Regions from separate parts of the Mus musculus genome. Here regions 1, 3, 4 and 5 are each linked to region 2. A link is a contact called in public HiCAR-type, HiChIP or PLAC-seq and promoter capture Hi-C data. All regions are on one chromosome and are shown on one strand. Each heading gives the region's core, a stretch centred on a gene start, on an enhancer-like site or on the middle of the called end of the contact. The rest is flanking DNA. Distances are from core to core; before and after follow the strand shown.

The links. Promoter capture Hi-C pulls out the DNA fragments that hold promoters and counts their contacts. HiCAR-type assays count read pairs that join an accessible place to other places. HiChIP or PLAC-seq counts read pairs in DNA pulled down with a chosen protein or histone mark. Capture Hi-C pulls out chosen DNA fragments and counts their contacts.
Region 1: a contact with region 2 is called in a HiCAR-type map of astrocytes, with 2.4 times the contacts expected there. The contact joins the promoter of Kcna7 here to the promoter of Ap2a1 in region 2. A contact is called at or near these places in 2 of 115 datasets of contacts at active chromatin or transcription factors (astrocytes and memory CD8 T cells) and 1 of 9 other capture datasets (adipose tissue).
Region 3: a contact with region 2 is called in an H3K4me3 HiChIP or PLAC-seq map of bone marrow-derived macrophages, with 4 times the contacts expected there. The contact joins the promoter of Kash5 here to the promoter of Ap2a1 in region 2. A contact is called at or near these places in 2 of 39 promoter capture datasets (both in liver), 1 of 115 datasets of contacts at active chromatin or transcription factors (bone marrow-derived macrophages) and 2 of 9 other capture datasets (liver and pancreatic islet).
Region 4: a contact with region 2 is called in a promoter capture Hi-C map of adipose tissue. The contact joins the promoter of Myh14 here to the promoter of Ap2a1 in region 2. A contact is called at or near these places in 5 of 39 promoter capture datasets (cranial neural crest and embryonic stem cells) and 1 of 9 other capture datasets (adipose tissue).
Region 5: a contact with region 2 is called in a promoter capture Hi-C map of embryonic stem cells. The contact joins the promoter of Pold1 here to the promoter of Ap2a1 in region 2. A contact is called at or near these places in 5 of 39 promoter capture datasets (cranial neural crest, embryonic stem cells, liver and 2 more), 1 of 115 datasets of contacts at active chromatin or transcription factors (effector CD8 T cells) and 1 of 9 other capture datasets (liver).

Annotation. Positions count from the first base shown.
Region 1 is chr7:45,403,304-45,407,914 of GRCm38.p6, reverse strand. It overlaps Kcna7 (potassium voltage-gated channel, shaker-related subfamily, member 7), which reads right to left and starts at 1,955. Exons shown (of 2, transcript NM_010596.2): 1 at 900-1,955. The coding sequence starts at 1,553.
Region 2 is chr7:44,927,905-44,932,377 of GRCm38.p6, reverse strand. Ap2a1 (adaptor-related protein complex 2, alpha 1 subunit) reads left to right here and starts at 2,888. Exons shown (of 24, transcript NM_007458.2): 1 at 2,888-3,098. The coding sequence starts at 3,032. It also overlaps a transcript of Tsks not described here.
Region 3 is chr7:45,202,413-45,206,680 of GRCm38.p6, reverse strand. Kash5 (KASH domain containing 5) reads left to right here and starts at 1,789. Exons shown (of 20, transcript NM_201374.2): 1 at 1,789-2,089. The coding sequence starts at 1,978.
Region 4 is chr7:44,668,895-44,672,902 of GRCm38.p6, reverse strand. Myh14 (myosin, heavy polypeptide 14) reads left to right here and starts at 2,060. Exons shown (of 42, transcript NM_001271540.1): 1 at 2,060-2,103. 2310016G11Rik (RIKEN cDNA 2310016G11 gene) reads right to left here. Exons shown (of 5, transcript NR_152106.1): 2 at 3,601-3,704; 3 at 3,070-3,240; 4 at 2,304-2,469.
Region 5 is chr7:44,546,937-44,550,876 of GRCm38.p6, reverse strand. Pold1 (polymerase (DNA directed), delta 1, catalytic subunit) reads left to right here and starts at 2,062. Exons shown (of 27, transcript NM_011131.3): 1 at 2,062-2,122. Nr1h2 (nuclear receptor subfamily 1, group H, member 2) reads left to right here. Exons shown (of 10, transcript NM_001285517.1): 8 at 33-132; 9 at 369-577; 10 at 746-1,261. The coding sequence ends at 892.

The DNA of each region.
Region 1 (4,611 bases), core at 706-3,205, 480 kb before region 2:
CAGCCTACTGTGTTCCAGTTTCCTGGCGGTCAGCCCTGCCTGACCATCCGTCTTTCCTATTTCTCTGCCAGGTGCACGGACACTGCAGTCTGTCTGTGTCTTTGGCCTCACATGTTCATTTTGCATGGCTAGGGATGAACTCCAGGGTCTTGCATATGCGTGGCAAGTTGCTCTCTATTGTTCCATGCCCCAAGCCCCACACTGAGGGATTTTAGGCAGGAGCTCTGTCACTGAGCCACACCCCTCCCTGGGGGATTCATCATCTTCTTTCTTAAAATTATTTATTTTATGTGGACGAATGGTTTGCCTGCATATATATCTGTGCACGTGTATGTGCCTTGGTGTTCAGAAAAGGGCATCGGATTCCCTGGAACTGGAGTTAGATACAGATGGTTGGGAGCCGTCATGTGGGTGCCGGGAATTGAACCTAGGTCCTCTGGGAGAGCAGTCTCTTTATCGCTTAGCCATCTCTCCAGGTCCCTCAATGTAGGGTGGTAGGGGAGTTCTACCACTGCGCCACATAACCCCCAAGTCACTTTGTGCAGTGCAATGCAGATGGTCTACCACTGAGCCCGGCACCAGTCCCTCACCAGGAAACTCTGGGCAGGTTGTCTACCTCTGAGGGAGATCCTCACTCACTGTCTGTTTCCAGGCAGACTCTCTCATACAGTAACCCACACTGGCTTTCAACCCGTGGCAATCGTTCTGTCTCCTTGCTAGGATTCTCGTATGAAGAACCATACCCAGCTTACATCTTTGTTTTTTTTTTTTTTTTGTTTTGTTTTTGTTTTTGTTTTTGTTTTTAAAGGGCTTCCATCCTCCTGCCCCTTGCCACACCTTCTGACTGGCCAGGTCTTCCCAGGCCCCGCCCTGGACCTCCCCAAATCCCCGCCCCTCACCGGGCCAGTAGCAGCGGCTACGGGCGCGAGCCCCGGGTCATCGCGGTCGTCGCGGAAGTCTGGCAGTGTCTCGAGGCAAAAGACCACGATGGAGACCAGGATGACGAGTACGGAGACCACGGCGAGCACGCGCGCAGCCTGCGAGCTCTCAGGAAATTCGAAGAGCAGCCAGAGCTGACGCGCAAAGGCGCGGCGGGGCAGCGGCCGCTCGGGCGGCACCGCGCAGCCCTCGTCCTCCCGCAGCCGCGCCAGCGCCGCCGCGCCCAGCCCGTAGAAGGACACCTCCTCCAGGAAGACGTCGAGGGGCACGTGCGCCGGCCGTCTCAGCCGGCCGCCCGACTGGTAGTAGTAGAGCACCGCATCGAAGCTGGGCCGGTGTCGGTCGAAGAAATACTCGCGGCGCGCGCCGTCGTAGAAGCGGCTGCGGCGCACCGGGTCCCCCAGCAGCGTGTCCGGGAAGCGGCCGAGCGTGCGCGCGCGGGTCTCGAAGCGCAACCCGGCCACGTTGAGCACCAGCCGCTCGCAGCAGCCGCAGGGCGGCGGGCACCGTGGCTCCATGGCGCGCACAGCCCGGGCGACCGGTGAACGGACGTGTGGCCCCGACGCCGCAGCCACCCCAGTCGGGTGTCCGGTGTCGGCGGGTAAAAATAGCATGGAAAGTCCGGCCAGGGCGCGGGGGAGGGGGCGGTGTTACCCCCGCGGGGCTAGGGGCGCCCTCTGCCGTTCCCACACCTGTGGAAACACTGCCACCCGGCGCTTTTCCGTGGATCTCTTGAGCTTTCCCTTGTAGTCATCTATTTTATTTGTTTGGCTTTTGGATTCATGACCCGAGGTCTTATGTAGCTGAACTGACCTTGAATTTATGATCCTCCTGCCTCCACCTCCCAAATGCTGGGATTGCAGGCGTATGGCATCATGGCTATTTATTTGTTTGTTTGTTATTTAGACAGTCTCCTCAGCCTGTCATTTAAGCTGACCGCGAACTTGTGGCAATCCTCTGCCTCATCCTTCGGATTGCCCGGGTGACAGTCATGAGCCACCCGAGACTATCTGCAGCATCAGTTTCCCTTTTCCATTTCCAGTCTTTCTGTCTCTTGTCCATCCTCCTGGAGGGTGGGGGGTGTATCCCCTTAACCAGTTGTCCACATCTTGCTCTCTGCTGGGAGCCTCTGTATCTCTCTGCCTTTTATTATTTTTTTCCAGACACTGGGTTTGGGTATGTATGTCAGACTGGCTCAGTATTGCAGTACTCTTGCTTCTGCCTCCCGATTGCTGGGATGACAGATGTGTACCACCACATCTGGATTTGTTGCTGGCTTTCTTTCTCTCCTAGTACCTTTCAATGAATGAACATCGTTTTGTGTGTCTGGCCTCACGTGTTTATTCCTTTGTGTCTCTAATTACCATGCCTAAGGAGCTCCGCAGCGGCCCTGGTGCTTGAGGAGTTCTTGGAGCCTCTTTTGCAACTGTAAACTGTTGCCCATGTGCGCCGGATCCTTGGCCACTGAGAGTCCCGGAGTTTGAATTTAGACTTTATGTAGGTGTTTTGAGATTAATAAAACCTGGGCTGAAGCCAAGAATGGCGCCAAAGGAGGCGGGACTTGCCTGGAAGGGTCTAGAGTCGGCCTGGAAGATGCGTAGGGTCACTGTCGGGAGCCGAAGGACAGACAGAAGATGGCCTTCCAGCCACCGGTGTCTAATGACACTAAGTAAAAAATAGTCCCTTCTTATGGGGTAGGGTGTTATAGTCACTTTCGGGGAAAGGGATCTCGCGCGCCCTCTGCCGGCCGGATGGAGACCTGCACCAAGAGGTCTCCCAGCTAAACCTGGCCTTTCCCTTCCCAGCTTTCTTTTGGGGACTTCTGAGATCCTCCTGCCTCTGCCCTCCCCCCGCCCCCCATCGCCCTAAGTAAGTTGTGAGAACATGGGTAGTGTCACACGCCTTTAATCCCAATACTCTGGAAGCAGAGGCAAGCCAACCTGTGGATTTGAGGCCAGCCTGGTCTGCCCATAAATTTCCAGGCCAGTCAGGGCTACATGGTGGGATCTTGTCGTTTTGTTGTTTTTTATTTTTTCGACAAAGAGTTTCTCTGTGTAGGCCAGTCTGGTGAGATCGTGTCTTTAAAAAGTCTGGTCATGGGCTGGTGAGATGGCTCAGTGGGTAAGAGCACCCGACTGCTCTTCCGAAGGTCCGGAGTTCAAATCCCAGCAACCACATGGTGGCTCACAACCATCCGTAACAAGATCTGACTCCCTCTTCTGGAGTGTACTTACATATAATACATAAATAAATCTTTTAAAAAAAAAAAGTCTGGTCATGGAGACCCAGACAGGATGATCCCTGGATTTAATGGCCAGCCAGTCTTCAAATAATAACGTGGAAGGTGATAGAAAGACGTTCAGTGACTACCTGACTAGAGGAGTGCCCTATTGTCCAGATACTTCTCCAGACCATTTTCCTTCATTTTTATCTTGAGACAAAGTCTTGCTAAGTTGCCTAGGATGATTTTTTTTCTTTTTTTCTTTTTCTTTCTTTCTTTTTTCTTTCTTTCTTTTTTTTTTTTTTTTTTTTAGACAAGGTTTCTTTGTATAGCCCTGGCTGTCCTGGAGCTCACTTTGTAGACCAGGCTGGCCTCGAACTCAGAAATCTACCTGCCTCTGCCTCTGGAGTGCTGGGATTAAAGGTGTGCACCACCACCGCCTGGCTGATGATTTTTTTTTAAAGATTTTATTTATTTTTTGCATATGAGTACTCTGTAGCTGTCTTCAGACATACCAGAAGAGGGCATCAGATCTTATTACAGATGGTTATGAGCCACTATGTGGTTGCTGGGAATTGAACTCAGGACCTCTGGAAGAGCAGTCAGTGCTCTTAACCTCTGAGCCATCTCTCCAGTCCTGCCTAGGATGATTTTGAATTCACTTTGTAGTCCAGGTGGGCTTTGAACTGGCAATCCTCTGGTTTCAGCCTGAAGAATGGCCGGCCGGGACAATAGGCTGCATCTCCGAGCTTAGCTGTCTCTTTCCCTGTGCCTGTGTGTCTTTTTTTTTTTTTTTTTTAATTAGCATTGGTGGGTGTTTTGCCTACATGCATGTCTGTGTGAGGGTGTCAGATCCCTGGAACTGGAGTTAAGTCTTGTGTGAGTTGCCAGATGGGTACTGGGGATTGAACCCTGGATCCTCTGGAAAAGCCAATGGTTTGGTTTGATTTGCTTTTCCCCAGAGATTTACTTACTATGCCTGCAGGCCAGAAGAGGGCGCCAGATCTCATTATAGTGGTTATGAGAGCCACCACGTGGCTGCTGAGACTTGGATTCAGAGCCTCCGGAAGAGTAATCAGTGCTCTTAACCTTTGAGCCATCTTTCCAACCCCAGTAGCCAAAGTTCTTAACTGCTGAGCCATCTCTTCATCCTCCCCACCCCCACCCCTGCACTCTTTCCTTGCCACCATTTGAAGGTGCTGTGTGTCAAACACTCTAGGGAACTCTATATATACTGGGGCGGGGGGGGGGGGGGACGGGACTAAAATGACATTAAGACACTTCTTTGGATTGAAGCCATGTTACCATTTGCCCTGATGCTCTTCTTCTCAGTTAGATCTTATTCTACCCAGCATACGCCTTTCTACCTTCCCGTTACACTTGTGCACGGCTGGTGTATAGGTTTGAATGAAAACGGCTCCCATAGATTCATAGGAGGTGGCATTACTGGA
Region 2 (4,473 bases), core at 1,639-4,138:
GACTATGATTTGCCTCGTGCTGTTTCTGTGAGTGCATGATGTATGGAATTCTGGGGACTTTTTAGAGGGTATATAAATGCTAGGGCCTGAGAGCTAGTGTGGGTGGTTGGGGGGTTGTTGGTTGCTGTTGTTGTTCGTTATGGTTTGCTAAGTAGTCGGGTGCAAAGAAGAAATAAGAAGATGAAGTTAAATATCCTGATGACGAAAATCAAACTTGCTTCAAGAAACTTACGCCCTCTTTCCTACCCCTAACTTTATTCAGGAATTTTTTCCTTTCCTCTTTATCCTTTTTTTCTCTTGTCTTGTGGGCAGAAAAGTGGTGGAGAAGGGTGGAAGAAAGAAGAACTTACAAAGTAGCCAAAGACAGGCACCTCCTAGAGGAAGGATCTGTGACAGACTCTGACTGTGGAAGAGGCCAAGTCCATGGGGTCTCTTTCAAAGGGATGTGTTCTAGCCACTGATAGATAAAACTCAAGAGATTGGAGGGACCAAGTAGCCAGAAACCATTCCTTTCCGTTTGTTGAAGAAAACAGGTCTGGTTTCTCCAATGCTTACTCTAAGCTGTGCTTCCCACAGATGACACTGCTGGGTTTGGCAGAAGACAGTCTGAGTTCCTTCCCCTGATATTTGCTGCATTTCAGAAAGCTTTCGCTTTAGGTCTGGACTTAAAAATAAACCTGTGAGGGCTGGAGAGATGGCTCAGAGGTTAAGAGCACTGTCTGCTCTAACAGAGGTCCTGAGTTCAAATCCCAGTTCAACTCTCATCCATCATGAGATCTGGTGCCCTCTTCTGGCCTGCAGGCATACATGTAGGCAGAATGCTGTATACATAAAACAATAAACCTTAAAAACAACAACGACAACAACAACAAAACCAAAGCCAAAAGCCTGTGAACTGGGCATAGTGGCACACACCATTAATCCTAACCGTATGGAGTCAGAGGTGGGAGAATCTCTGTGATTCCAGGCCAGTCTGGTGTACATAGTGTGTCTCTGTTTCAAAACAAACAAGCAATATCAGAACAACAGCTACACAAACAGCCTGGACATGTAGGGGAACAATGAGGTTCCCATCTGTGTGTGAGGGGCCTGGAATTAAAGGCTTTTCTTTTCACCCAGAGCTCAATAACTCCTCTTGTCCTTACCAGGCTACAGGAGCAGAGAAGCAGCGAATAGGAAGATAGGCTAATTGGAGACAGACTTTGTATATATTCTTGCTACATTTTATGTCTCCTCTTCACATCCCTCCTAGGACGATTAGTCCAAACATCTCTTGCAAGCTGTATCCTTAAGTATTTTATGAAGTCTCTAATACTTAGAAACTCTTTAGGAAATAGACATCTGATTTTGTGACTTTTTTTTTTTTCCAGTGCTGAGGATTGAACTCAGCATTTGGATGTAATAGTCAAGTACTCGTCCACTGAAACAGGACTCAGTCCCTCACTGGGGGATTCAAGGCAGGAGGTTTATATCTGAGCCACACCCCAGCCCCTCACTGGGGAGTTCTAGGCAGAGGCTCTACCTCTGAGCCACACATACACCCATTCTCTCACTGGGGGATTAAACGTTACATCCTTAACCTTTTCTGTTTTTGAGACAGGGACTCTCCATGTAGTCCTGGCTATCCTGGAGCTGTTTACATAGATCAGGCTGGCCTCAAACTCACAGAACACTACCTTCTATTCACAAGGACTCAGTGCTGCCTCTTCCTAGGTCCCAGGACATAACTACCTTCTAGACCCATTCTGGGGGTGTCAAATTAGAAAAGCCTGTCAGGGGTGCCGTTTTGTTCATGGGGATAATAGACATGGACTCTCCCAAGTCCCTTTGCCCCAAATTTCTCAATAACCCCGGGCATTGGTGTTCTGGGGGCTTTGACTTCCCTGCAACTAGTGAACCATAGAACCTAGGGAGTCGGAAGCAAAACAAACTGACCCAGTCCTCAGCTGTGGCTTTAACTGGCTTTTCCTTGAGTGGTTCTCCAGAACTGATGGAGGAAGCAATTTTGATCTTATGACCATTATAGGCAGATTGTCTTCGGTACTGGGGTTTAGGGAGGAAAAAAGAGTAACCTATATTGAAAAATGTTTAAAAACCAAAATAGTAATCCCAGTTTTCCATTTTTGAGCTGTAGTCTTGGGGAAGCCACTCAATCTCTTTGGACCTCAGTGTCTATGGTAACAATCCTTAACCGGCAGTCCCTCCTCTCATGGATAAGAGGTTTGCAGACAAGTCAAATTTCCAGGCGTTGTTTTTAGGGAAGGGAATGCTCCCGAGGCCGGGGCTCGGGAGTGGAGACCGACTGGGAAGAGGGAGGCGCCTGCGTAGTGGACACCTCACGGTCTACCGCCTCGCCCAGCCCCTCTCTGCAGCAGGGAATTGCAGGCATCGCTCCACCTATCGCAGTTCAGCTAACTGACAGGGCTTCTTTCTCCTTCCTTCTCTACGGATCGTCGCCCTTTTGCCCGCCCCCCACAACCGCCCCTTCGAGGGCGGAAGTATGACGCTTCCGGCGAATCGGCAGAGCCTTGCGAAGAGCAATCTCCTCACCCATTGGTCTTCTTTTCCCGAAGTTCCGCCTCCTTCGGCCTCTTACATCCCGCCCTACTGGCGCGGAGCTGGTAGTCCATCCAATTAGCGTTGGTCTCGGCCGTTCAGGGGGCGGTCCCAGAGTGTGTCATCGAACTCCCCCGTCTCTAGGGCAACGCCCCCTGCCTCCCTGCTCCGAACGGAAATAGCCCGGTACTGCACCAATCATCACCTGGTGTCTTTACTATTTAGCCAATCAGAGAGAGAGGAGGGCGGGCGTTCTATTGTGAGCGGCAGGGCTCTCAGCTAACAAGTGGCGTACGTTCCCGGATGACAATCCGTAGGGGCGGGTCTGAGGCGGGGCGTCGGCCTGCAGCCAGCCCGCCGCTAGCCCGCCCTCCCCCGGCCGGCTCCTCGGCGCCGTCTGGGGTCCTTTCCGCCCGGTGCCGCCAGCCAGCCCCGCGCCCGTTCGGCCAGGCTTGGAGCCGAGCCCTCCGCCATCATGCCGGCTGTATCCAAAGGCGATGGCATGCGTGGGCTCGCCGTGTTCATCTCCGACATCCGGAACTGTGAGCTCATGACCGGGGCCCGGGGGTCACGCGGCGACCGGGCGGAGGGAGCAGGGAAGCGCGGGGGTGTCCTCCCGGGAAGGACCAGGATGGCGCGGGCGGACGTGGCGGGAGGAGGTGGAGGGAATAGGGCAACGGGTTAGGTAGGTCATTCAGTGCCATCTCGAGCCTAGATGGAGGAAATCAGGGACGCAGAAGAGATGGGAGGCGGGCAACCACCTAGGGCCAGGGGCCAGAAGTTGGGGAACTGCCCAGGAACCAGAGATGATATAATTGGGGACAGCAGAAAGACCAGATATAATAAAGTGGGAAGACAGCAGAGGGACTCGAGATGATAAAGTGTGTGTGTGTGTGTGGGGGGGGGGGGGGATCAGGGTAACCAGAGATGATGAAGTGGGGAGATACCAGAGGAATCAGAAATAGAAATGGGGTGACAGCAGAAGGATAGAGAAGATAAGGTGGGGGACAGCAGAGGGATCAGTGATGGAAGTGGGGAAACTGCAGAGGAAGCAGAGATGATAGGGTAGGAACAACACCATAGGGCCCCCAGATGATAAGGTGAGGACATAGCAGAGAAACTAGAGATGATAAGGTTGGGGGGACAGCAGAAGGACCAGAGATGAAGAGGTAAGGGACAGAGGACCAGAGGATGATGTATGAAAAGACTCTACATGGAAGATTGTGTAAAAGACATGGAAGGCACCAGGTGTACTTGTGCAGGCCTTTAATCCTACTACCTCTGAGACACAGGTAGGCTGATGATCTCTGTGAGTCCATGACAGCCAGGGTTACACAGAGAGACCCTGTCTGAAACAGCTAACGTCCCCCTAATCCCCCACCCCCAAACAAGGACAGCATTGAAGAGGCTACATGTAAAAAATAAGGGACTATAGTATAAAGTCTTGGGGAACCTAAGATACCAGCAGGCTCTGGGAAGGTATCACAGAGTGAGTGTTTATGATGGAAGCAAGGTATCTTAATGCTCTGTGAGAAGAGCTCTATCAAGCTGGGGGAGGGGAAGTTTGTACCCTGAGGAAGGGAACAAGGCAGGCCTGGATCCAAGCCTTTTTTGGCTTATTACAGCAATATGAGGACCATAGTCCCTTCTAGGAAGGGTTGTAACAATGGCCTGGCCTGGCTGCTGGTCAGCTCTCAACTCCAGGGAGTAGATGCTCTGTGTGGAGCTGTCAGGACCCTTCAGAGGGTCCATGAGTAGATGTGGTCAGCCAGAGCTGGCTTTGTGTTACAGAACTCTGTCACTGGGTGACCTTGAACGAGGGACCTCACCTCTCAGTTTATTCCTGTCAGGAGAGGCTGCTGATGGCTTCTTAATGAGGGGTGGCTGGGCTGATGTGGGGTGAGGTCCTAGGCCAGG
Region 3 (4,268 bases), core at 540-3,039, 280 kb before region 2:
AAAGGCAGGCGGATTTCTGAGTTTGAGGTATGATTTTACACATCCATTTTCCGCCATGACAATAAACTGTTTAGAATCATAGACTGTCTCTTTTCATCAAGATCTGCTGTGGGAGCCATGAAGAAGGCCTTCACCTTCAGAGCCACAACCCACTCCCCCATAGAAGGCTTCTCTGCGCTCCCAGTCACAACCTCCTTCCCTTACCAAGATAAGGACAATAATCCCTGTGAGACTAGCTGGAGTTCCCCTTCTCCCCCAACCCCTGCCCCAGGCTCCAGGCTAGATGCTGTCCCCAGACCTCAGGCCCCTGCTCTTCCAGGACTCCCAGCCGTGCCAGGATTTCCAAGAGTCTGAGAACCCCACAACCCTGGCCTTGTCACAGGCCTGGGACCCCAGAAGGAGCTCTGGCTTTCCCACCCTGGGAGCAATGTCACTTCCTTACAGCCCAGCATCCACCCCAGAGGCAGTATGGGATAAGCCCAGTCAAACTCCCTGCTTCTGTGTCCTGAGTGGCCTGCAATGTGGATGCTGGGAATCCATCTCAGGTGTTCTGGAAAAACATCCATTGCTCTTAAACAGTGGTCTATGTTTCCAGCCCCAGGAATGGATGTTGATAATAGGGACAAAGCTAACAGGGTCCAGAATGCACCACAAGTTGTCCTGAAAACACCCGGCAGACCTTTCATCTAGACCAGGCGTCCTAGTTTGCTTTCTACTGCTGCGGTGCGTGAGCACCACGATCAAAAACAACTTGGGGTGAGCACCATGATCAAAAACAACTTGGGGAGTCTATTTCATCTTGTGATAGATCACAGTCCATCACAGAGAAGAGGCAGGGTAGGGGCTCGAAGGAGGAACTGAAGCTTGCTCAGGGTTTTGTTTTGTTTTTTTTCATACAACCCAGAAGCACCTTCCCAGGGGTGGTCTTGCCCACAGTGGGCTGCCATCCACATCACTCATTAACCAAGAAAATATCCCCACAGGCTTGCCTACTGACAGGGTAACTTTTCAGTTGAGGTTTTCAGATGACTCTGGCTTTTGTCAAGGCAACAAAAAACTAAACAGCACACACAGGGTCTGATGGTCAGTAAGGTGAGAAAGACCTTGCACTTTTTGCCTCTACCTCCCGAGTACTGGTACACTACCCTGCCCAATTCACTAGGCCCTAGGGATTGAATGAGGGCACCCTCAGTCAAACACCGTACCCCTGAGCTACATGCCCAGTCCTTATCATTACATGCATGTGTTTTTAAACAGCAAGGGGTAGGAAAGTGAACATGATAGGGTCTGCATGTGGAATTCAGGGGCCCTCCTTGCACCATGTGGGTCCTGGGGATTCTTCTCAGATCGATCACCGGGATGGGTGGCAAGTGTCTTTACTCTTTTTTGGTTTGGTTTTTTTTTTTTTTTTTTTTTGGCTTTTTCGAGACAGGGTTTCTCTGTGTAGCCCTGGCTGACCTGGCACTCACTTTGTAGACCAGGCTGGCCTCGAACTCAGAAATCTGCCTGCCTCTGCCTCCCAAGTGCTGGGATTAAAGGCGTGCACCACCACGCCCGGCTGTTGGACCCTTAATAATAAAAAAGTTCGAATAGTCCACAGGCATGGACTGAGGCAGGGTGATTGCTTCAAGTCCGAAGCCATCCTGGGCTACATAGCTAAGCAGTAAGTAGAAACTATAATAGTTTGGGAAAACAGCTTGGGTACCTATTAATGCGGGGGGCGGGGGGGGGGGAGGGAATGGAGCGGAAGTGAGGCTGGACCAGACTGCGCATCATTGTGACAGTGGCGGGCGAGCCAGACCCAAAAGAAAGAACTTGGTTCAAAGACTGACAAGAAGAAAAGGATGAACAGGGAGTCCTTCGGTTGAACTCTCTCCTGCTTGGCCCTATTTTGTCAAGCAGAAGGAAAGGATTTTTGTACCGCAGAAGAAAGCTGCCGATAATATCGCGCCATCACCGCTAGCCCCACTAGTGCGCATGCACTCGATCCTCAGGTCCAGCCTATCCTCCCGAGAAGCTCTACGCATGCGCCAGCTCAAGGGTCTTCGTAAGGAGAGACCCGGGCGCCATCCACTCGGAGTGCGCTTGCGTGAGTACAAGAGCCTGAGAGGGCGGGACTTGCAGGAGGCCGGCTCATTTGCATTTCTGGCGGGAAAAGGCGCGTGTGAACACGCCTCTTCCGTGACATTCGCAACCGCCGTTCGTCGCTGGTGTCCCTCAACTGAGTCCCGACTCCAGGTACGCCCTGCCTGTGGCGACTTTCATGGCAGGTTCCCCGGTAACATCACCTGCCAGCTCCTTCAAAAACGCCCCAAGTTTTGAGACAAGGTTTCTCTGTGTAGCCCTGGCTGACCTGGAACTCACTCTGTAGACCAGGCTGGCCTCGAACTCCGAAATCCTCCTGCCTCTGCCTCCCGAGCGCTGGGATTAAAGGCGTGCGCCACCGTGACCGGCTTCCTCAGGAAAATTCTAGTGGCAACTTCGGCAATCCTGTCAGACTCTTGAAACTTCCGGTTGCTTTTTGTTGCTTGTTTTCTATTTTTGTTTGAGACAGACCCTCCAAGTGCTGCCCAGGCTGGCCACGACCTCATGATCCTCATTCCCCAGTTTTAGGATTACAGCTCTCCCAGATGTGCCCAACTGCAATCTTCTAGAACTTTTGAAACCTAACACTTAATCTATTTTGTTTTTGTGGGTAGGGTAGGTGTTTTTGTTTTGAGACAGGGTTTCTTTGTGTAGCATTGACTGTCCTGGAACTCTCTCTGTAGACCAGGCTGGCCTGTGTGCTTCTGGTTCCCACGTGCTGGGATTAAAGGTGTGCACCACCACTGCCTGGCTTTTGTTTGGGTGTTTTTGGTTTTTGTTGTTGTTGGGGTTTTTTGTTTGTTTGTTTGTTTTTGAGTATTTTGCCGGCATGTTTGTATGTGTGTCAGGTATGTGCCTGTGGAGACCAGGTGGTTTTGTATCCCTCTGAACTAAAATTGCAGATGAGGAGGAGTTCACATGTGTGTAGTGGGATTCCAACCCATATCTATCTGGAAGAGTAAACTGTTAGTCCTCTTAACGACTAAGCTACCCTCCAGGGACTCTCTAGGGCTTCAGTAAATTGCCCAGACTCTACTCAAAACCTTGGATCCTGCTGCCTCAGCCTCCTGAGTGCTGGTATCACAGGTGTAGCCCACCACGCCAGCCGCTAGGATCTTCTAGATATCCCATCAGAGTCTCCCTCAAAAACCTGTCAGAGACTTTTCCTCTGAAATCTTGGTGGAGATTTGGTGTTCAAGTCCTATCTGATACTTTAGAAATCTGTAGTTGCCCTACAAGTTCCGCCGGGGACTCTGAAATCTAGTGACACCCCAGAAATGCAGCCCTTGAATTCTAGTCCAGGGATCCCCTCCAGACTTCCTCCATGTTTAAAACCCACAAGACACTCACTGGCCACCTGATATCCCTTGTTCCTCAAGATTTTGTCCGAGTTTCCCCTTGAAAGAGTCTCAGAAAGCCTCTTCTTTCCCTGGTGCCTTCTAAAAGCCTCTGAGATGGACAGCAGGAGGATCCCCACTAGCTGAAGACCAGCCTGCTTTACACAGCTTCAGAAGGCCCACTACAGCTAAAGCTACATAATATATATTTACTAAGTCCCTGTCTCCAAAAGCCAGATAATAATGTCTCCAGAAAACATTCGGCTGCCGGAATACAGGCAAGGCAGAGTGATGGCTGCATTCCCTGAGGAAAGGGAGAGAGGCTGCTTCTCTCCCCTTCGGTGACAAAGATATAGGCTGGATCACTCCAGATTCAAAATAGATTAAGGCGGGCTTACGAGGAGGCATCAACCTCCACCCACCTCACACGTGGAGATCAGTGAAGTCACACATCCAGGCTAAGCTTAGCAAAGGTGTTTTATAAAGCTTAGACGGGGAGTGATAACGTGCCAGCTAGGGGCTGGGATTATGTCCTTACATGGTCAAAAGCTGAGACCCCGGGGGCGGGGGGGGGGGGGGTTGGCACTTATGGGTGGATAGCTGGAAAGTGGAGAGGAGAGGTGTTAGCCCCAAGTTTTGTCCTTGTGGGCAGAGTTGAGGGGAGAAGAGCAAAGGAGGTTTCTTAGCTTTTGCAGGGGATGAGCAGGGGTTCCAAACAAACAAAGGGGAGCCAAGCAGGAGGAAACCCAGGCTCTCTCTACCCTTGGCCCCAGTCCCTAGAGGGACTACTGACAGTGCCTCCTTTTCTCCTGAAAGTGACTGGCCAGTCGGGCGTGGTGGCCAGCA
Region 4 (4,008 bases), core at 811-3,310, 260 kb after region 2:
TATTCTGGATGGTGTAATGGAGGATGGCGAGAGGTTTAGAGGCAGGGGCATTCGTCCTTTGGACTTGATTCTTTGGTCTTGCCTTATCCCTGGTGGTATCATAGAGACAGGAATTGATCTCACTGAGGCAGCCCGGTCTCTGTGCCCACGCCTGTAAAATGTGTGCAGCAGCAGGACCAAATGCATAGAGCTGGTGGGTCCATGTTGTGGGATTTAATGTACAGTGAGAGCTTAGAACTGTGTGTGTTCTCACTAAATGTTAGCAGGCATTAGAGTGGCATGGGTTTGCAGATCAGAGAAAATCCCCGGCAACCAAAGCCTGCTAAGCCATGTGTGGTGGTGCATACCAGTCATTCCTACACTCAGGCGGCAAAGGCAGAGCGATCAGAAGTTCACAGTCATCCTCTGTTATGCAGGTAGTCTCACCTCCCCTTAGGCTGAGCAAGCAGAACTGAAGCTGCCTCTGCAACCAGGCCAGTAAAGACAGATGATGACATCACCAGTTGCTGGGTAGATTTAGCCTTGATGGAGTGGATGATATCCGTAGTTGGCAGGTACGGTTGGTTGGCTACAGACACCTGAGCTGTCATGTCCAAATGGACAATAGAGTGCCAGGATGGCAGAGCTGCAGAATGAAACCCTGTCTCCGAAGCAAAGAAGCAGGCCTGCAGCAGTGGCTCAGTGGTTAAGAGCAGAAACTGTTCTTCCAGAGGACCTGGGTTCAATTCCCAGTACCCACAGGACAGCTCAGAATCATCTGTAACTCCAGTTGCAGGAAATTTGACATCCTCTTCTGGCCTCCGACCGCACTGTATGCACACAGTACACATACATATATGCAGGTAAAAAAGCCATACACACACACACACACACACACACACAGAGAGCCATACACTCACACACATACACAAGGAAACAGCAAGTTTAGGAGACTGTTCAAAGCTGAGGCAGACCCAAGTGCTTAAGGGACTATGAAACAACACGAGCTAAGCAGTTGGAAGACAAGGTGGAGTGTATCTATGTGGTGAGGGCTTTGGGGACTTTGGTATTTACTTATCGTTTGTTTGCTGATTTATTTATTTTTGCAGTAAGGTGATGTAAACTTAGTGCTTTATAGCTCAAGTGCCCTATAACTGAGCCACATCTTAAGCCCTCTTTTTGTACTTTGAGACAGGGTCACACTAAGTTTCTCAATCACTTTGTTTAAACCCATGACCTCAACTCATTGCAGTCCTCCTGCCTCAGCCCGGCAATGCTAGCTAGGATGGTAGGTGTGGTCCTCCAGATGAGGTTGGGGTTTTTGCTTTGTTTTCTGAGACAGGGTCTCCTATAATCTAGGCTGGCCTAGAAATCTTTACATAGCTGTAGGATGACCTTGAACTCCTGATCCTCCAACCTCCAGTTCTCCAGGGCTGGAATGATTCTCTGGTGCCATCACTCCTGCTTTGCAAGGTGACTGGGTGGAACCCAGGGCTTCGTGCATGCTAGGCTAACCCTCTACTGAGTCTCCATATAAGGTCTCAATCGCACCAAGTTCAAGGCTTTAGTGAAATTACGTAGTGGAAACGCTTCACACATCTTTGAGCTCAATAAATGATTCTGACCCATCCACCTGCTTTGGGTCTGCTCACGGTCTGCACTCTACAAAAGCAGTTTCTTGGTGTGTGTCCTCACGCCGGCTCCCGGGGGACCCAGGCATTCCGGCCTCCCGCCGCCCCCTACGGGTGCGCACAAAGGCATCCATTCATGCCTGTTTACAAAGCAGCCCATTCACCCTGTCCCCTTGAACCAGCAGCTGCTGGCCGCTCCCCAAGCATCTCTATTGGTGCTTCCTGCTGGCCATCAGGCCCGGGTCCCGCCTACTGCCGCACATTCTCGGCCAGGTTCTTTTCCCACGCCTGGCACGCTTTGCCAACTTCTGATTGGCCTGGCGCGCCAGCCGCTCTTTTTGATTGGGCAGCACTGAGCCCCAGGGGCGAGGTCTGAGCGGGCCGCAGCAAGTGCTGATTGGTCTGTAATGCCTACCTGTGGGTGGGGCCGTCCACTGCAGGCCCCGCCTCCTTTTCTGTCCAGGCCGAGGCCTCTGGACCGCCCTGGGCGCCGGTGAGTGTCCGGGGACCTCCCCCCCGTGGTGCGCCCCAAGGGTTGGCCAGAGCCTGTCAGACCTGGGGAGGCCGGAGCCGGTGGGGTACAGCGGGGGGTCTTGGAGAGGGGTGGGTCAAGACATTCACCCTGGGTGCAAGCGACCCCAGGGTCAGGGAGAGGTAAGGGGAAGGTTGTAGTCACCCAGCCCGGATTCCCACCTTGTGCCAGACAGCCTGGGGTCATCTCTGACAGCGTCACACGGTCTGTTCTGCAGAAGGGGAAACTGAGGCAGTGCTTGGAACGTTGCATGATAGAACACCTGAGTCATGGTCTCCATTCCCCAGCTCTCAGGACTACCGTGTCAGATGTCAGAGGAGGAAAAAGCTGTGGACCAGAGAGAGAGGGGTCGCGACAGGCAGGGACAGGAACAGAGAAGGATGTGTTTGGCTGGGTGTCCCAGTTTGTTTTGATTTGACTTGGTTTAGTTAGTTGTTTTGGTTTTTTGTTTTGTTTTGGTTTTTTGTTTTTTTGTGAGTTTTTTTTGTTTGTTTTTTTTGTGTTTTTTGTTTTTTTTGGAGATAGCTTCTGAACTCACTGTGTAGACCGAGTTGACCTCAACCCCCAACCTTCCTGCCTGAGCCTCTCAAGGGCCGCGATGACAAGAGTGTGCCACCAAGCCTCACAATGGACATGGGCACTTTAATGTATAACTAAACTCCCCTCCAGTGTAGGAGAATGGATTTGAGGTAGGTTTGTGTGGTTTCCATCTCACAGAGAGTGAAGATATAGACTGGACCGAGGTGGGGAACACAGGGACCTGGTGTGCCTGGCCCTGTGGCTTTTTTTTTTTTTTAAACATCATAATAGTAATCAGGAGTTCAAGACCAGCCTCAGCTACATGATGAGTTCCAGGCGAGCCTGGGCTACTTAAGACCCTGTATCTGAAAAACAAAAAACAAAAATAAATTGTTCTGTAAGCCATACCTCTTAACACCTCTTAAGCCACAAGTTTATCGTAGGCATGATCACCCGATGTCTCCTCCTCGATCACCTTCTCGATTGAGGAGAAGACCCAAGCCTGAGGCTGGCATAGCATTTTGACATCATATCTGAGGATTGGGGCATCCCACTTCCAGGGTTCAGGAAACTGAGATTCTAAGAAAGAAAGAAAGAAAGAAAAAAAAAAAAAAAACCACGATAAAACAGAACAGAGACCTGGGTCCTTTTCCTCAAATAATTTTTGTTGATCTCATGAGCCTCAATTCCTAGCGAAGAAAGTGAAGGTTCAGAAGGCTGGAGGGAGATTCGAACCCTAGCATACTTAGTCCGGCTCTGTGCCAGCCCTTCACCTTTGCCCACAGCCGCCCACTTGGCAACAGGTTCTATCTTTGCTGGCTGCTGTGCCAGGCCCCGCCCCCCGCCCAGCCCGGCAGGTGTCAGGAGACGTCAGAACCCGGTCCTGCCTTCCTGACGGGAGAGGCCCCACCTCTTGCTGGACCGCAGAGCCGGCCTCACCTGGGTGCTGGAGAGGATCTGGACTCGGAGGCCTCCCCATCTCTACCGCCAGGCGCCCAGGTAGCCTCGGGATCCGCGGGATAAAGGAGCTATGCCATAGGGCGCTGGGTCGGGACGAGAGGGAGTTAGGATCCATGCTCCCAGAGCGATAATGAGCCAGGTACCCCAAGTCAGAGGGAAGAAGCTGAGCGTGGAACCCAGTGTCTGAGCGAGGAGAGCAGAGGTCTGGACCCTAGTGTCTAAAGGAGGAGGGCTGAGGTCTGGACTCATGTGTCTGAAGGAGGAGGGCTGAGGTCTGGACTCATGTGTCTGAAGGAGGAGGGCTGAGGTCTGGACTCGTGTGCCTGAGGGAGGAAAGCTGAGGTCTGGACTTCTGTACCTGAGGGAGAAGGGCTGGGGCCAGGATCC
Region 5 (3,940 bases), core at 813-3,312, 380 kb after region 2:
AGCTGAAGAGCCCTGTACCTTGTCACCTCCAGATCATGTTGCTAGAAACAGCCAGACGCTACAACCACGAGACAGAATGCATCACGTTCCTGAAGGACTTCACCTACAGCAAGGACGACTTCCACCGTGCAGGTCTGTGGAAGGCACTGACTTGGTCCTGGGGTTTCTGCCCCGTTGGCCCTCCAGGCCAGGCAGGCACTGGCAAGGAAAGATCATGTTTAGCGAGGCCAGATGCATCGTGTAAGAGGCACTCACAGGGTCTGTGTGGGGCGGAAGCCGGAGTAACTGTCACAGGCTGTCCTTCCTTCCCCTTTGAGTGCCCTGGGACCAGGGTCCGGTGTGAAGCTGGGCTGGGGCTGCTCTTGCAGGCTTGCAGGTGGAATTCATCAATCCCATCTTCGAGTTCTCGCGGGCCATGCGGCGGCTGGGCCTGGACGATGCAGAGTATGCCTTGCTTATCGCCATCAACATCTTCTCAGCCGATCGGCCTAATGTGCAGGAGCCCAGCCGTGTGGAGGCCCTGCAGCAGCCCTACGTGGAGGCGCTCCTCTCCTACACGAGGATCAAGCGCCCACAGGTACGGGAGCTGCCTGTTGTATATGAGCAGTCTCAGTATTGGGGTCCAGTGGCACATGTTGGGCACACTGAGCCTGGGGCCTGACCACTCAGGGTGCTGGCTTTCCAGACAAAGCTGGCTTTGCAGGACAGGGCCCCAGCAGGACCGACTTGCCTCCTCTCCCTGCAGGACCAGCTCCGCTTCCCACGCATGCTCATGAAGCTGGTGAGCCTGCGCACCCTCAGCTCCGTGCACTCGGAGCAGGTCTTTGCATTGCGACTCCAGGACAAGAAGCTGCCGCCCTTGCTGTCCGAGATCTGGGATGTGCACGAGTAGGGGCAGCCACAAGTGCCCCAGCCTTGGTGGTGTCTTCTTGAAGATGGACTCTTCACCTCTCCTCCTGGGGTGGGAGGACATTGTCACGGCCCAGTCCCTCGGGCTCAGCCTCAAACTCAGCGGCAGTTGGCACTAGAAGGCCCCACCCCACCCATTGAGTCTTCCAAGAGTGGTGAGGGTCACAGGTCCTAGCCTCTGACCGTTCCCAGCTGCCCTCCCACCCACGCTTACACCTCAGCCTACCACACCATGCACCTTGAGTGGAGAGAGGTTAGGGCAGGTGGCCCCCCACAGTTGGGAGACCACAGGCCCTCTCTTCTGCCCCTTTTATTTAATAAAAAAACAAAAATAAAGTTTGAGTACAAGCCATTCCTGAGCCCAGTGTGGAGAGGGTGGGCCATCTCTCTGCCCAGGTGACTGCGCTTGGTCTAGGTTCAGGCCACAGGGGTAGGGGTCGCTCCGCCGAAGACAGGTTATCTTCATACAGCATAGTTTGAGACACTAAGGCGGATGGAGGCCAGTGGAAAAGGAGAGGAACTTTAAGAGGAGGGTCTCAAAAGAACACTTCTTTTTTTTTTTTTTTTTTTTTTTAATTTTATTTATTTTATTATTATATGTAAGTACACTGTAGCTGTCTTCAGACACACCAGAAGAGGGCATCAGATCTCATTATGGGTGGTTGTGAGCCACCATGTGGTTGCTGGGATTTGAACTCCGGACCTTTGGAAGAGCAGTCGGGTGCTCTTACCCACTGAGCCATCTCACCAGCCCAAAAGAACACTTCTTAGGGCCAGGTTTTCAAAAGCTGAGGACTGCATCTGGCCATGAGTGTCATAAGTCAGGAAATGATTTGTGGGGCAACAGAAGTTATACAAGAACCTGGGCGTGTAGGGACTCTGAGGAAAACAGAAAAGAAGCTTGCTTCTAGCAAAGCATCAGGGTAGCATCCACTGTGGCAGTCTTCTAACGCTCCTGCAGTGGGCGCTCGGGGACCGCAGGCCAAACCCCTAAGAGCCAGGATGCTGGGGGCGTGTCCTTGTTCCGTTAGCGTCATGGGGCGGGGCCACTTGCGAGAGGCGTGGTTGTGGGTCCTCCAGAGTGGGACGTGGTTTGATCGCCCAAGCGGGCTAGGGGCGGGACCCAGCGGGCGCGCCGCAGCTCTGGGCCTGCGCGCAGAGGGTTCAGGGGTCACGGCGGCGTATCTTGTGGCGGGAAAAGCTGTTTGAGGCGGTAAGTAAGGAAGAAGAGTATGGGGCGCTCGGTCGCGCAGCTGACGCCTCGAGCAGAGTGCTCGCAGAATGTCTGCAGCTGGGGGAAGGATAGAGCAAGGCTGGCAATGCAAAGGACAGATCCCCTGGAGCTTAGGACCTGGGGTGCGCTGGACTGTCCGGGTGTGGGCTCAGCGGCGTGCACGCTAGCCAGGAGGGAGGGGCCGGAGGTGCAGGGCGTTGGTGCCTGTTCCGCTGTTCGAGAGACAAGGCGACGGTATCAGAAAGTCCAGCAAGAAGTAGGAATGAGCCGGGAATAGTGGCGCACTTTTATCCCCCGCACTCGTGAGGCAGAGACAAGCGGATCTCCGAGTTTGAGGCTAGTTTAGTTTACAGAGTGAGATCCAGGATAACCAGGGATACACAAGAGAAACCCTGCCTCAAAACCCCAAATTTTTTTTAAAAAGTAGGAATGGGAGGAAAAGTAATGCCTTAGAGCCTTTTCTTTTTTTCTTAGTGCGTGCGCTATGATGCGCACGTGGAGATCTGAGGACAACTTTGTGGCGTTGTCTCTTTCCGCTATGTGGATTCCCTAAGATCTAACTCAGGCTGTTCAGCTTGGCCAACAAGCTCAAATATCCATTCCGCTGTCACATCGGGCCCCATGTGATGCTTTATATACTAAATAGAACAAGCAAATTGATACTAGATGGGACAGTCTGCTTACCCAGTTTGGTGTTTGGTGGGGGAGGTGAGACATATCCCACAGTCCCAGAGCAACTGTCACTGCAGGGTCCCAGGGGAGGAGCCAGGTGTGAAGCTGGCAGTGTGTGAGGTACCCTGGGGAAAATGAATGGTTACTGTTTTAGTGTGCCACCATCACCACAGCGGGAGTGGGAGTGAAGACAGCTGTCCTGCAGGATGCTGCAGCTTCAGAGAGCATCCCTCTAGCGAGTGGGGCTTGCACCTGGGTCTGACTGTCCTGAGGGGAATGGGAACGTTGTGCCTCCAAGAACATCCCTGTCCGGGAAAAGGGGAGACTGAGGTGACAGAAGCAGTTTGTGGGAGTGGAGGAGCTTAAGGGGCCACCCCTCCAGGAGAGGTACAGGAATCCTTGGATCTGGCAGCCCTGGGAGAGGTGACATGAAACAATTGTTCAGCCTTTGGAGGCAGGAGGATGGCATGTTCTAAGCCTGCTAGGGCAGCTTGGTGAGATGATGTCTCAAAATGAATAAGAGAGCCAGGATGTAGTTAGTGGTACAGCCTAGAATCCCTCAGTGAGGGGTTGGGGTGGGACTCAGTATTGAGCCCTGCTGAGTTAAACCCCCAGACCTCTACTGGCTTTTGAGACTCAGGCTTTCTAGCTCAGACTTGGCTTTGAATTTGCCTTTGAGGCATACAGCTTGGATTATGGGTAATGGCAGATCCAGTATGGATTGGCTTATATCTGGGAGGTATGTTGTGAGTGACTTACTGGCGAAGCTACTGTTTGTCATAGCACCGCCTTCCCACTCTGGTCTGTGGGAGCCAGCTCCACTGCTTCCCCCGCCTCCTTCCGGAGCTGTGTGTGTGTGTGTGTGTGTGTGTGTGTGTGTGTGCGCGCGCGCGCGCGCATGCTTCCTGACCTGGTGATGGAGGGATGCTCATTTTCTGTGCAGTGCAAAGCCATGTCCCCATGTCAGTGGTCCTCAGTGGTGTCCTGCAGCTTTATTAGTGCAGCGCGTGAACTTGTGTGTTTGGTTGAACTGTTTGGAAGTTGTAGCTGGCATGATATTTCACCACCAGCACCCTACCCAGGGTCCCCTAAAAGCAGCATCTGCTTGCATCAGCACAGGGACCT